2 separate regions of the Anas platyrhynchos genome follow, and region 1 is linked to region 2. The links are chromatin contacts, called in public Hi-C maps. All regions are on one chromosome and are shown on one strand. The core of a region is the stretch at or near the end of the contact, and the rest is flanking DNA. Distances in the headings are between cores, read along the strand shown.

The links. Hi-C and Micro-C count contacts between places; a contact is called where the count stands out from the background.
Region 1: a contact with region 2 is called in a Hi-C map of liver, with 2.3 times the contacts expected there. The contact joins the promoter of ATXN7L1 here to the enhancer-like site in region 2. A contact is called at or near these places in 2 of 8 Hi-C or Micro-C datasets (liver and skeletal muscle).

Annotation. Positions count from the first base shown.
Region 1 is chr1:14,468,993-14,473,071 of IASCAAS_PekinDuck_T2T, forward strand. ATXN7L1 (ataxin 7 like 1) reads right to left here and starts at 2,539. Exons shown (of 11, transcript XM_038179339.2): 1 at 2,213-2,539; 2 at 1,627-1,695. The coding sequence starts at 2,327.
Region 2 is chr1:14,413,595-14,417,431 of IASCAAS_PekinDuck_T2T, forward strand. All of the region lies in intron 2 of ATXN7L1 (ataxin 7 like 1), which reads right to left. Among named protein-coding and RNA genes, the nearest start is that of ATXN7L1, 56 kb to the right of the region's middle. Within about 2 kb of position 1,802, at least 2 of the 8 cell types and tissues checked have an H3K27ac peak or open chromatin away from gene starts, as enhancers often do.

The DNA of each region.
Region 1 (4,079 bases), core at 1,289-3,788, 56 kb after region 2:
TAATTTTTCTGGAGAGCACGTTTAAATAGATCTCCCTTGCTGGAGTCTCTAAACTCCCCAAAAACAAACAAGGAGAGACTACAGCTCACAGCCTAGACTGAGTCGTTCTAGGAAACGATTTGCATATTAGGTATGACTAAGGAGCAGTGATGCTCTTCAGTCTTTGTCTCAAATAACTCCACAATGAGAATTTGTGCTCAAGGACTTCTAGGCACAAAATATTTTACCTCAACAAGTGACGCTCCTTATGGAGGCCAAGCTTTAGTAGCAAGATTTTTGTTCAATTGCTTTTGAATCAAGTATATGCTCAATGCTACGGATGGACTCACAGAATGTTTGAGCCTTGAGTGTTTACCTATAAATATGCTACCTTAGAATCCCAGTTCCGTCTCCAACTTATTTTTGGGCTGCAAAATAGAGTTCAGGCACATAAGAGTCAAGACGGGAATACAACCAAGCTTGGTGTCTCTGCGGAGGCCTTTCAAAGTGGAGGTTTTATGCTACTTTTAATATATTTTTATTTAACGCGCACTCCACTCCAATCTTGTAGTTTATCACACAAATTTACGTTACTGATTAATTCATTCTTTTTCTAAGGGCTCGCTTATAAGACATAATATTCAATTGAGCTGCCAAGATGCTCAAAATTAAACACGCCTGTAATGACAACAATAATATGATGAGAAGCTTAACATCATTTCAGAATATGTATTATGACATTACAGGTAATAGTGGGATTTCTCTCAGCACCCATAAGTCACGGAGAAGTTTCACTATGATGGGATCACTTGTTATGAACCGATTTCACAAGTATTACTCGCGATGGGAAGGTTACAAGTGCATAACACTGTTCCTAACAGAACAGGAACAAATAGAAAGCTACATATATGTCCCAAACCATTTCACTAGCTGCATTAGGTGTTACTCCAGTACCGTGTGAAGGACACGCATCACAAACAGAATGGGTCAGATGGGTTTGCCTACGCTCACCAGTGAAGTTTCTCCTTCAGCAACTGACAGAACTATGTCAAGTATGGCATATTAGCAAACACCATTAGCCTGGAATTTGCCTGTTCGTATTTATGGCACCAGAAAACCTTATGACCCAGATGACCTTTCATATTTGTTTTTGCATAATACGCATGACTTAGCCTGGCATAAGGTGGTACTAGATGCTGGCCGCTTCAGTTGACTGTAAATCACACTCGGCAGCGAGAATGAAGGAATAAAACGCGATTCAACCTAAAGTGAATGAACTCAAAGATCGCGAGAGACTATTTCAATGAATAAAAGCGTTTTCTGCGGGAGTCGGCGACGATAACACAAGGCTTCGAGTTGATGCCCAGGTTTACACGCTCATCTTCAGCGAGGAGCGAGTGGATCGTTGCGCCAAGAAGGTCCTCGAAAGAAATCCAATATGGCCACTGACGTGTGGGGGTGCCTTTTGACTTAAAACCGCCTCATCCCTTAGCATGCTGCCAGCCTCACGCATAATATCACGTGTAATACACCTGTTCTGCTCCTCGCACTTGGAGCCAAGTTGCCCCGGGGATGGCCACCTGCCTGCACCCAGCCCCCGAGAGCGGGCGGACAGGTAGCGAGGCGCGCCACGCACCGTCCACTTACCTTCTTTATTAAGCCTCATCACCTCCCTGCTCTTTCCACCCTCCTTTCCAGCCTCTTCCAGCTCTACACCTGCGGGCGAGAAGCGGCGTCAGGCAGGCCCGAGGGGGGCAGGTATTGTTCAGTGCTGGGGGTGGGGGGGGGGGGGGCGAGGACCTTGCGGGGCGATTCCCCCCTCACCGCCACCCCCAGCCCGGGGGCACCCAGCCCCATGCACGCCCCCCCCCACCCCCTTTCGGGGCATCCCCCTCCCCATTTCTCTCCCTCCCCACAATTCCCGTTTTTTTTTGGGGTGGGGGGGGGTTCAAGCGGCGGGGCACGGCGGCACACATGGCAGCGGGGGCTCGGCGCGTCAGCTGAGCGCCCGGGGGGGCGGCACCTCCCGCAGCACGGCCCGGCCCGGCCCGGCGGGCGAGGAGGAGGAGGAGGAGGAGGAGGAGGAAGGAAAAGGGATTGTGGAGGGGGGTGGGGGGTGAGGGGGGTGGTGTCGGCCCCGCCGCTCCCCTCCCCCGGCCCCCCCGGCCCCTGCCCCGCCGCCGGGGGAGGGGAGCGGCGTGCGCGGAGCCGCGGGGCCGGTCCCTGCCCTTACTGTGCGGGGGGGCGGCGCCGTGAGCGTGCGGGGGGGCGGCCTCCCGCACCCAGGCGGCCCAGGGCTGGCCCAGGAACGCTTCGGGACTGGGCACGGGCCGCTCCAGGGCCGCCATGGCGCCGCGCCTGCTCTCCTGCCCCCCTCCTCGCTGCTTTCCCCCGTTTCCTTCGGCGGCGGCGGCGGCGGCGAGCGAACGAGCGAGACACGGGATTCGAGAACGCCGCACGTCATCCTCGGGACGTTCCGCCGCCCACACGGGGGTAGTGTCAGCCCCTGCTCCCTATCAGATCGGGCTCCCCGCCGCACGGCGCGCATGCCCGCGGCGCCCCCCCCCTCCTCCTCCTCCTCCTCCTCCTCCTTCTTCTTCTCCTTCCCTCCCTCCCCGCTCCGCCGCGCCTGCGCTGCGCTCCCCTCAGCCGCCGCCACAGCCACCAGCGGGGCCCTGCCGCCCGCTTCGCCCCGCAGTAAGTGCCCGGGACGCGGTGTCGGGAGCCCGGCTGCTGCCTCCTCCTGCCGCACACGCCCTGGGGGTGTCCGGCTCGCCGCTCGCCATTTTGTGGTGCGAGCCCCTGCCTCCGGTGCCGCCGCTGCGCTGAGGCGAGGGGAGCCGAAAGGCTGTAAGGCTGTAGCGCGGCGCACCTCGCGCAGGTAAGGAGTTGGAGAGAATAAACTGACGGCCACAGGGCCGCACACGCACACTGGGGGGGCAGCCGGCGCTGTGCAGGCTCCACACACGGCGCCCTTCATCCCGCTGCTCCGTGCCGAAGAGCGAAGCTTCCAGCTCAGCAGACGCCTCTCAGGGTGTTGATGTGGCCCTCCAGGGGTCCCATCCTGCCTCTCCTTCAAGGCCCTTTGTCACCGCTCCTTGCTGCCCCAACCCCCTGTGGGACGCTGCATGCGATTAATTTAGGCTAAAAAACACCCAGGGCCGGCCCAAGGGTTGGAGCAGAGCCCAAAGGTGAGCAACAAGAGTAGCTCAAGTCAGCAAAGCAACCTGGGGATGGGCACACAGCACTGCAGCCTAAAAGGGATTTAAGTGAATTTCTTACAATTCCACAGAGATCAGGCTCTTTATGACACTAAAATGGATAAACACTTGGGGTAAAGGACAAACTCCCTTTGCCTCGTATACACTGTCAACAGATGCTGTATTAAATACAGACAGCGTTCACACTCCACCTCTTCCAAAAAGTAGCTGGAATATACAAGCCCCATCTTTAATATCTGGAGGCAAGCCTAAAATCTTTCATACCATATGGCCTGGCCAGAGTGCCTCCAGTCATGTAACACTAGCTACAAGAAACTACAGGAACACAATTAAAACAATCAAAGCAGCAGAAAGCTCGCCAAAGTATGCCTCAAAAGAAAATCAGTCAATCGCGGCAGGCGTGTTAGCAACCAACGTGAAGCAGCCACGGGATGTGTAACCTTAGATACACCACACGTGCAACTTCCAGAAGCAGGAAGAGCAGTCTTGCTATGATACAAAGCCCTGGTGAGATTTACCTTGAATATTAAGTACAATTCTAGTCAATAGTTTAAGTTAATCTTCCCATAAAACAGGGCGGAAAGGGGTATCAGAGAGATCAGAGGAATTAAAAGTCTACAGTATGAGAAGAGCTTGACTTAGTCTAGCAAAATGTAGCTGGAAATGGATATGATTGATGTTTTTAATTATCAGAAGACATAATCATCAATGGGGAAGAAAAAAATAAAGAACAAATAGACATAAATTGCTTACACCAAGGTTGAAAATTAGAAGGTTTCCGGTTGTGAATGAACTATATAATAGCTGCGTGCAAAAACGGGAGACTGGACTTGACAACTCAGAATAAAAATAATCTGATGTTTCACTTTTCATTAAACC
Region 2 (3,837 bases), core at 552-3,051:
AAACAAAACAGAGGTTGCCTGTTAAAATAAAAACTGGTATGAAAGACAGTGTAACACTCTTGGGCATAAAAACGTCACTGTCCGTTTGCACCACAGGAATATTGGTTATTGTATTTCTTGCAACCACACATGAGTATTCCATGCATTAAGGAAAGACAAATCACTAAAGCAACAGAAATCAGGAAGCCTTTCAATAGGTTCAAAATAATAGATGGAGCACATCCAAAAGATACCAAAGCAAACTGATACAGTACCAGGAGAACTTTTCTGTAGATGGATAATCCACATTAATTAAAGCACTGCTAAATATCACTGCAGCTAAGCTGTTAGTTTAGATTAATACTAAGACAAAACATTTTCATGTAACAATGTGGGTTACATTTTAAAAACTGTTTAGTCATTTTTGCCCTCAGTACAACCTAATGTTTCTAGGAATGCAAGTTATTTTTATTAGGCAGCCAGCTGCAGACATTGCTGGAAGTTAACTGTGTTAAGTTCCAAAAAAATGAGGAAAATTACAATTCTGCACATGCCTTCAAAAGTTTCCCTAAGACATGAAGGGAATCTGTGTTTGAACACAGTGAATTGTAAAACAATTTTGAAGCTCGATTAAAGGAAATAATGATTTATTTGCAAGGTATCTTTTAATTCAATGTAAAGCTGTTTGTGCTTCAGTGTCTGAGATTTGGTCCATACTTACAAGAAAGTATTGCTGCAATGATGTATTACAACATAATCTTAAAAAAAGTAACTCTGAGCAACTGCCTACATCTCTACATCCATGCTGCATGATAGAATGTGGAAAGCCAGGTGATAAAATCTTACTTTTACAGAGAAATCAACATAAAAAAAAAAAGGTATTTTAAGCCACAGCACAGTTCAATATTAAATACTTAACGTAACTGCCATCAAATTAAACAAGTTATTAATTACTAGAAATTCACCCAGCAACACTTCCTATGCGTATTTCTAGGTGATGAAACCAAACTTTTGCTCTTAATAAAAAGTACAGGTTAGTTTTTGTAAATAGGCACACTTTATTTTTTAAGCCACCAAAATAGGCAATGTTTCAAAACTTCCAGAATTATTCCTGCTTTAGGTGACCTGAAGCAGATTCACACATGCAGTGCAGTTGCTGAGGGTGTGCTAGCAGGACACCCAGCACCACGTGGACCACGCTTTACCCCTGAGCATGAAAGGAGCCGTGTTGGCCCAGCATTGTGGCTGCTCAACTCAATCAAATTTTAAAAAAACTTGCAAGGAAATTCTCGGCAGAAACCTTTCAGACTCTGAACCCCCTCCCCACTTCTCCCAAACCAAACCGGTACACCTGCAGGGTGCCTCACAGGAGCCAGCTGTAGGGATTTCCAAAACGTAAGGTGGCCGTGCTGTATCCGCGGTCCCCCTCCATCCTGGCGGGGTCTGTATCGGGGATGGGCATATTTAAGGAAAAGCAGACCTGCCCCCGACTGACAGGTCGCTGGAACGTTTTTAAGACCAGCTGGTGCTGTGTAGCCGAAATCAAGCTTTAAAGCAAAGTTTGGGATAAAAAGGAGAATGGCAAAGCTTAACCAGTAAAGCCAGCGTAGGTCAATGCTGCTGCTGCCTCATCCAGCGTAAACGTCTCATGGGAAACGCACTAAGAAAAAGAACCCTGGCTGAAAGAGAAAAAATAAAAGGAAAAGAAAAAGAGGAGGGCCAGGCAGGGTGAGATCCTGCCTTGAGAAGCCCAGCACGCTCTGCAACACAAACACCGGGGAGCGAGCAGCTTCCTCTGCGAGTGAAGCAAGGCTCCGAGCCCTTCCTGTGTCACAACTCCTGCGCTTCCTTCGCGCGCCCGCTGCCGCAGCGACGCACACAGCCTGCACCGGCACCGCGCTGGGGCTGCGGCCACTGCCCAGGAGATGCAAGGCACCCAGGGGAGACACCCAGCTCCCCACTGTCTGGACTGCCCGCTGAAATTACCTGTGATGGAACAGCTTATAACTTATAACGAGCTTAAGGTTTTTTTAAGGAAAGGCTGTGCAGCCACATAAGAATGAAAAGTTGCTGCTCTAAAATTCACAAAAAAATGAAAGATAAAGGAAATACTATTTTGCATCTCACGGAACTCCAAAAGTCCACTTTACAAAACTGAGTTCAGCAAAGCTTTCTGTATTGATTCCCTTCACGGGCATAAAATGCCCAGGTCAGACATTCAGCTAGCTGAGTATGGCACAGACACAAAAAACTTTCAGGTGATTACGTTAACTGAATCTAAAAGGAGGCTGTAACGCATTTTCAGAAGTATTTTCTCATAAATGAAAAGAAAAACTACTACAAAAATAGCGGTGAACTCCTCAAAACCATGCTTGGGTCAGCTGGAGTGCAGTAAAGTTCGCATTTGCTGAAGCTAAGAGAGGAATTTTGCGAAGTAAAGGTGTGACGTGATGAAGCAGCAAAATGACAGCTTTGTCAGGTGATAAACAGGTAAAGTGTCACCTGTTTTACTTGCTTTTCAATTGATAATTGTGCAACTCTGACTGCAGAGATTAGCTGCTGTAAGCATATTCTTGTGACATTAAACAAAACTTTCAAATAGATTCTAACTCTTCTTCAGCATTAAAGAACATTGCGTTGTTTTCATTTTTGTGCTTTACATATTTTTTGAAAAAACAAAATCAATCTAATCCTACTCTAAATATAAAACTTAAAAACCAAAAACAAGACATAAGGCAATTCTACTAAACTGACATTGAACCAAGGTTCGGTTTAAAAACAAAAATCTGTATTTTTTTAAGTCAGAACTACGTATGGAACAAAAATCCAGGAACTGAGCAGAAATAAAAATAAGGCAGCACACATTACTCAGTGAGTAATTAATGGTTAAAACAAAGTCTTGCATTCAGCAAGATGAATTGTTAGTGTTCAGCAGAAAATATTTGTTTCTATAGCTCTCTTATGAAACCATTATAATTTACACTCAAATATCTGTTTTCTGAACTTTGCTTTATCTCACTGATACCATCTAGCTAAAATTGCCACACACATCCATATCTGTGAGTTAAAAAATAACAAAACACAACCACAACAAAAAATACGTTGTCTGCTTAAACTTTGCTTCTGGTGCACATGCTGGCAACACCTCCATAATTTCTTCATATAACTGCATCACATGATAAGCAACTGGAAATAAAACTGACCTAGCACACGCACTACCGAGTAACTTGAATCCCTCGCTGCGGGTGAGGGCGAAGCAGCAGAGCCTGGAGCCAACCTCGCCAGGTTTCACTGACACTGACCTCAGAAATGCATGGGAGGAAGGGATTTCACCTTCTCCTGCTCACGCTTCCAAAATCCGCTTTCACCTTCTGAGTTTTCATCATAGGAAGAGCAAAGGAGCCACTCACAGGATGAAGTTGACCAGGCATCCTTAAGCTAGGGCGCAGGCACCGCGTCGGCTCAATTCCCCCACGCCTGCTGGCAGCAGCGTGCTGGGAGGGCTCAGAGAGATGACGGGAGGCAGGAGAGCACGTGGATAAAGCTGGCACACCGTGTCCTGGAGGAAAGACCTGAGAGTGCGCCCAGGCAGGATCTTCACTTGGCTCGTGCTAATTGGAAGTTAACAGCTTTTGGGAATTTCTCTTTCCAAGATCTCCGTAACTGGGAGACACCAAAACCAGCAATGTCTGTGGGGTGCTGCAGCCTAGCGCTCACGCAGTTCTTTCTTGGGTTTGTGAAGATAAAGTTGGGTACAAGCGAAGCTGTGAACACAACATGGGCTGGATGCAAAAACATCCCGAGTGGATTCTCTTCCTAGTTCCCTAAAACAAAACAACACAAAACAGAGCAAAAAGC